Regions from separate parts of the Sus scrofa genome. Here region 2 is linked to region 1. Evidence: chromatin contacts called from public HiChIP or PLAC-seq data. All regions are on one chromosome and are shown on one strand. Each heading gives the region's core, a stretch centred on a gene start, on an enhancer-like site or on the middle of the called end of the contact. The rest is flanking DNA. Distances are from core to core; before and after follow the strand shown.

The links. HiChIP or PLAC-seq counts read pairs in DNA pulled down with a chosen protein or histone mark.
Region 2: an H3K27ac HiChIP or PLAC-seq map of alveolar macrophages shows a contact between it and region 1. The contact joins the promoter of KTN1 here to the promoter of ATG14 in region 1. A contact is called at or near these places in 1 of 5 promoter capture datasets (liver) and 2 of 2 datasets of contacts at active chromatin or transcription factors (alveolar macrophages and skeletal muscle).

Annotation. Positions count from the first base shown.
Region 1 is chr1:184,742,461-184,745,954 of Sscrofa11.1, forward strand. ATG14 (beclin 1-associated autophagy-related key regulator) reads right to left here and starts at 1,292. Exons shown (of 10, transcript XM_001924990.5): 1 at 1,019-1,292. The coding sequence starts at 1,239. TBPL2 (TATA box-binding protein-like protein 2) reads right to left here. Exons shown (of 7, transcript XM_021102347.1): 7 at 3,259-3,494. The coding sequence ends at 3,423.
Region 2 is chr1:184,879,809-184,883,194 of Sscrofa11.1, forward strand. It overlaps KTN1 (kinectin 1), which reads left to right and starts at 2,062. Exons shown (of 44, transcript NM_001258303.1): 1 at 2,062-2,134.

The DNA.
Region 1 (3,494 bases), core at 42-2,541:
GAAAAAGAAATAAATTCCATTCATGAACAGAGGACTACCAGGAACTCAAAAAAATTTCCAAATATAGATGTTGTACAATCCAGTGGTTAAGTGCATGGCATAGGGCTCAGGCTGCCTGGATATTAATTCTGGTCCCTACACTTATTATCTGTGACCCAGGGCAAGGTATCGTGCAGTTTCCTTAGCAGTTACGTTGAGGATAATAACTTACTGGGTTGTTGTAATGAATACCTGAACTTTTGCACTCAAAATATTAGATCTTTTACTATCACTAAGTTACTGACACAAATGTTGGGGCTGAGAGACCTTGCAGCTAATCACACTAATTTTTCAATTATCTTAACCAAGGACTTGTCTCTGTTTAACAAATTTCAAAAGAAGGCCAAAACGTGTTCCTAAATTCAATTCTCTTAACTAAGGGCTTGCAACTCCCAGTCTGGATTTTAAAACAAAGCCAAAACACATCCCCAAACTTCTCAGCACCCAAAACAATCTTTGGAGGCAGAGAGCGGAAAAGGGAGGACTAACTAGCCTAATTAACACATTACAGTAAGCATGTCTGATAACAAGGTCCATCTGTGACAGGCTACCAGGGCCCAAAAATCTTTTATTTTATTCCCTTCTGGACTCTCCTCTAGAAAATGAACGTGCTTTCGAAGGTAAAGGTTAAACCAAGCTTCTGAATGGGAGTGTAGCAAAGTACTGAGAATCCAACTCTACAGCAGTAACAGGGGAAGACCTCTCCACAGTCACATCTATCTCTTTTCCGGAGTACCCAGGAGCATCGTGAGGTGGGACTCCTCCCCAGTGAGTTATGAGGAAATGACAACCTTCATCTTCTGGCCCCCATCCTGGAACCTGTACTCTGGGAGGAAAGCGCTAGCGCAAAGCAGCTACCCTCCCAACCTCCCCCTTCTCTCGCCAGGCTCCGGGGCACGTACTCTGGTCCCAGGCTCCTGTCTCGTAGCCGGTGGTGACTCCCGGAGAAAAAACAATGGGGCCGTGGCGGCTGCCGTACCTTTCACGGTCGCGGCCGTCGAAGTAGACGAAATCGCCGCTCTGGACGCACTTGGCGCAGGTCAGCCGCCGGCGGGTAGTGTTGCACAGCGGACACCGCTCCACCGCCACGTACAGCCCCTCCGCGTCGTCCACGGAGTCCACCAAGTCCCGGGCGAGTGGCTGGGGCCCACAGCCAGGAGCCTCCGGCGCCCGGGATCCCTTCCCACTGGGAGACGCCATGATGGCCTGAGAGAAGAGCCAGTCACGTGGGATTTTGTTTTCAACCAGGTGCATCCTGGGCGAGGAGGTGGGGCCTGGGAGGGGCCTAAGGAGGCGCCGGGAGCGCCGCGGGGGTCCCGCCACCTCCAAGCCCAGCCTTGCCTAGCCCTTGACCGCTGCAGCCCGAGGCGCTGTCGGTTTTCCTGACATCTCAGGGCTGGCCGATCTCGCGGCAGGAATTACGTTAGTGGGCCGAGTCACCCCAACAAAATGTCATCAGCTGCTCGATCATGACCAGCCTACAAGTTAACGCCTCAAATTTGTGCAAGAAATAGTAAAACGATGCCGTAAGGATTCTGGGAAAACCGATTGGGAACACAATAGGGAGTTTCTGTAATTCTCTGTGGATGTTTTTAAATTTGGCTAAAAGTACAGCGGAGTTGGGTAGGGAACTGGGTCTTGGAGCTAGACTGAATTTTGCCTCACCCACCTCCCTAATAGCTATGTAATTTGGGGCAAATTACTCACCTCACTGTGCCTGTGTTCTTACGTGATTTAAAGGTAGAGAATTACAGAACCCACCGTAACACCCTGAGGAGTCATAAGTAAATCTGTTTGGTAGGAGTCTGCTAAGTACTCTACTGATAATAGCTAACCAGTGGAAACTGTACTGAATGTGGAAATCAAAGATGTATCTTTCTGAAAAACAAATTTTTAAATTAAGGTGCAGCATTCCGCTCCTACTCTGGGCCGTGCTCTGAGAAAAAATTTGAACTAGGTAGAATTGAACATAGTTACATTTTTCCAAGTTTGTTTCTGTGGGGATAAATAGGGTGGGTCGGAGGATTTTTATCAGAGTAATTAGTGTTTGAATATGTCTATAAACTACAGAAGGAAAAATATTGGGCTCCTAGGTCAAATGATCTACACCAGTGAGTCTCAAAGATTATTTTGGCAGGCTGTAAATTAATGACTGCCCTAAATTTTCTCTCCAGCTAGGGTTTCTCTCCCCTGCCCTTCCATACCCCAAAATTCATAACTGCTTACACTAGGTCTAAAGTAGTGTACAGTGAACACCACAAACTCAGTAATTTGGAAACTGAACTGAAAACCAACCTTTCCCTCCCTGCCTATGTTTTCTCATCTTAATGAAAGACATATTCACTGACCACTTGGAATCAAGGTCCATAACTCCTGTTAGCCCAACCCTCCTTGTTAATCTCCACATCTCCATCAAATGGGGATAATTCCACAACCTAATTAGGCCTTGAGTCTGTAAACTCTGTTCCAGGCTCTTAATCTATTTTAACATAATTACATAGGATTATAAAAGTATGAAAAAAGCACAAAATCCCCAAACACTTTTCAAAATAAACTTTCAGGAACCATTCAGGTTTAGTGTAAGCTCTAAGATTTATTTTTAAGGAAGAGATAATAATTTTCTCTGACCATTTCAAAGAAAAGAATGTTTATCTTGTTTTCAGACCTTCATGTTTCATTTGTACTCTGACAAGATCCTTCACAAGCCTGTACCTAATGGCCAGGATCATCTACTTGATATTTTAAAAAGCAAAAAATATACAATTTCTATCCTACTTTATGCAGCTATATGAAATTTCTACATATTGCTATGTATTTTCAGAGAACACATGTTAATGGACTACATCTTTAACAAGAGTAAATTTTAATGTTACAATATCACTCTAGCAAGGCCCTAAACCTTTCAAATTCTGAAATGTTTACTTTTTTCATTTAAAAAATAACATAGTTATTTTGAAAAAAAATTTTCTTCACTTCTTAAGCATGAATACACGTATAGAATCACACTTTAATAACTAAAGGCAAGGAGTTCCTGTCGTGGCGCAGCGGAAATGAATCTGACTAGGAACCATGAAGTCAAGGGTTCACTTCCTGGCCTCGCCCAGTGGGTTAAGGATCCAGTGTTGCCGTGAGCTGTGGTGTAGGTTCCAGATGTGGCTTGGATCTGATGCTGCTCTGGCTGTGGCCAGCAGATGTAGCTCCAATTGGACCCCTAGCCTGGAAACCTCCATGTGCCTCAGGTGTGGCCCTAAAAAGCAAAAAAATTAAAAAATTAAAAAAAAATAAAGTCAAAATGTTCATGGAACAGTAACAATCCAGCCATTTCTGTGCTGGGCTTATGTATACATTCAAACTAATATACTGTAAGATACTGAATACTGTATTCAGGCTTTTTTGAAGTCCTTTAGAATAGGATAGATGTTTTCAAATGCTTCATAGATCTCAGAACGTTCTTT
Region 2 (3,386 bases), core at 812-3,311, 140 kb after region 1:
AAATTGTACTTTGTTGGGGAGGATACTGTTTAGATAACAGTGTTATCCTTCATAGTTTTCAATAAAATTTAATTTCTTAGTTGTTACAACTAGAGATACCTCGGATGCTAGGAGTGCTAATTGTTTTTAGCAAGTTAGTTGCTGCTTCAGTAACTTGGTTGGTAAGCAGCAACCAAGATTAATTATATCTTAAGTTAATTATATCTGTTAATTATAGTTAATGATATCATATTATACTATACTTCAAAACTTAAGAGGGTAGGTCTTAATTTCTATTAGGGCTTATTCATAAGAGTTCTAGTAAACCTTTTTGTTTTGATGTGAATAAATATAAAGCTTAGAAGGAATGAAGCATCCAGTCACTTCCCTTTCAAAAAGTCAAAGTTAAATCACTTAGAAAAGTTGAAATAGCTGATACATTTATGTGTCTTTGTTTCAAACTATGTAACACAAAAATGAGTGATCCCTGACTATAAGAAGTGGTATATTTAAGGCAAACATGTCCCTAAGCTCCATATACAAAATACCTAAAAATTACGGTCTCTAAAATGACACTGAGGTTTTACTGAAATCTTAAAAAGGATAGATTTTTTTTCTAACCCAATACCTGCTTAGTACTAACCATAGGAAATTAGATGGTCGTTTGTAGGCTAGTCAAGAGTCCTTGAACTCCTTTATAGAAATGGTATATTTTCCTCTTTGTATTAAGAGACTAATGGCTTCGCTCTTCACCGAAGGTGGATCCTTTGGCACAGGCTCAGGAAACAGCTGATGGTTTAGGGATAGATTGCTTTGAGGGCATTGGAACCACTGAGGTGCTGAGTAACCCTACTAAGAAACAAAAAAGAGGGCGGCATTTCTGGAGTTAAAATAAGACAGAATGCGTCTCTGGAGAACATAGTGGCTGAAGACAGGCAGAATTCTCAACATCTCAGGCTACCACATACTGTACAGTTTTCATTTGTACTTCGGGGATGCTCTAGAAAGCTTTGACAAAAAAGTAATTAGAATACAAATGTATAGTATGTTTTTAGCCAGCCCATACAAAGGAAAATCCTGTGTAGGAGCTGCTTTGATATCCGTTATTTAAAAATTGTTCTTGTTCCCCTCTGTCAGTAGGTAGGGAGAGGTGTTAGTGATGAGTCCTAATTTTATGTATCTCTATCCATACACTAAAAGGGTTTGAATCATTTTTGAGCTCCCATAACGTTTGAGGAGAGCTTGTAATGTTTTGTATATGTTCTGGGCAATGCCTGGCATTCTGGGAGAGATTGTTAAGCAGTAAGTAATGATAATCAACACATCTCATTTGCCAGTGACCAGGAAGACAGCTGTCATTCTTGTAGCAAGAGCAAACTAATAAGCAGGGATTCTGGCCAACCTCTTCTTTCCGCTTCGGATTCTAGTTATTTGCCGGGGCTTAATGAATGGCCACCAGCTGGCAGACACAACAGCTACACAATATTTGCACACAATTATTTGGGTCGGTTTAAAATTTCTCTCTCTTTGACGCCAGTTTTGCCCAAAGGAGAATTCAGCAACTCTGGAGACAGAGGAACGGAAGATTCCGTTTTCTAGAGATTTGTGGGGAGGAATCTGGAATGGGCTAAGTGAAATCGAGTACTATTTGCTTAATGCTTAAAAAAAAAAAAAAAAAAAAAAAATCCAGTCTCGGGGCCCAGGTGGTGCTTCTGTAGGCGGGCATGCAAGACGAAACCAGCTTTTCGGGAAGGAGAGAGAGAGACTAGAGAGAGCAGGGCTCTCGCGCAGGAAGGGAATTCCACTGAGCCTCGAGACCCGGGGCTCCCACCCTCCACCGAGACGTTATCTCGGGAGGAAAGCCGCGGAATCCCGAGCCAGCGGGACGCTGGGACTTACCCAAGCTCACAGCAGAGCGCGCGGGGGTCGGGGCGGCGACTCCTGTCCCTTTAAGGGGCTGGTCTCCGGGCACCGCCGGCCCAGACGCCGGGACGTGCCGGGGCCGCCCCGCCCCGCCCCGAAGCCGCCCGTTTCCTGCCTGGCAGCGCGACGGCACCTGAGCGACTGCGGCGGCGGCGGGGACTCGGAGCGCGCGGCCCGGGCCGTACTGCCGGCGCCGCCGCGTCTTCCCGGTCTCCTTTCCCGGCCGCTCAGGGTAAGAGAGAAAAGGCCCCGCTGGGCCCAGGCTCGGGCCGCGGGGACCGTGAGGGGGAGGGGGCGCCGGTCGCGGGGTCCCAGGCAGACTGGAGGGCCGCGCCTGCCGGGGGGCGCGGCCGCGGGGCCGGGACACCGTCCGCTGTCGCCCGCCGGGTAGGCCGCGGGCGCCGGGTGACCGCCGCCGGGCTTCTGCCTGGGCCGGGCCGCCCTGGCGGGCGGGCTCTGAGGGGCCTCTCGGCCTCGCCGGGCCGCCCCGGGCTCGACCCCGGTTCAGCCGCGGCGGCTGCTCCTGGCAGGTCTCCTGAGGGCGAGGTCGGCCGGAGAGGGCCCTGGGGTGACCGAGGCTCCTATTTTTAGCCAGGTGTGAGGGCCCCCAGCCGGGAAGGCGGATTACGGTCTCCACCGCCGGTGGACTGAGGGAGCGCGTCCCCGCCGGCGTCCCTGGGCCGGAGCTGGGCCACGCTTACGCCATGCTGGAATTCCAGCCCTCGCCGCTCTCGAGGGTCAGGGGGAACCGGCGCTCGCTTCTTCCCAGTGCTCTCACCCACCGCCCCGCGCTCTTCCGGGGTCCTGGAGAGGGGCCGTTGGGGATGGGAAGCAGCATGAGAGGAGAGTTTGGAAAAATGTGGGGACCGCCCTGGAGACGGGGGAAGTTATCCATCCTCTCCCTGAGGGGTGTGTCTTCCTTACTGTTTACCCCTCCCCCCTTTAGTTTCCAACAATGAGATTTTTGGCGTTGGGCACCTCGGCAGAACACCAAACTGGTAGCCGAGAGAAGTCGTACGGTGTGGGAGGTGCAGCCGCAGACGTTGGTTGTGAAGGAGCATGTGTGTACCAGATACCCGCAGCCCCAGACGCGGGAGCGGCATCCTAACCTGGGCCAGCTGCACCCTGATGTGGTTCAGGAGCGGGCTGTTGAATTTTAGCTGTTCCTTCTGGGAGCAAACAGGACTCTGAATTCATGCTTGGGCCTATACCAGTAAAGGATTCCCAAGCGGGTATCTGAATAAGCGCTGCTTAAAAAGCTACAGTTGAAGTTCGCTATTTAAAGTAGTGGGTTTTTTGAGGTGCTTTGTGGAAAACCTTGAGAAATGTGGACACCCATAGCCTGCTAAAGGTAGACACTTTAGGGTGAACTATGCACTCTGAATTGTGTAGGAACTGACTTAAAGTTTGAATTCTTGCTTAAGTTGCACTTCTCCCTATCTCACCCAGCAGCCACATGGCATCACTCTCTCCAATTTGGCTGA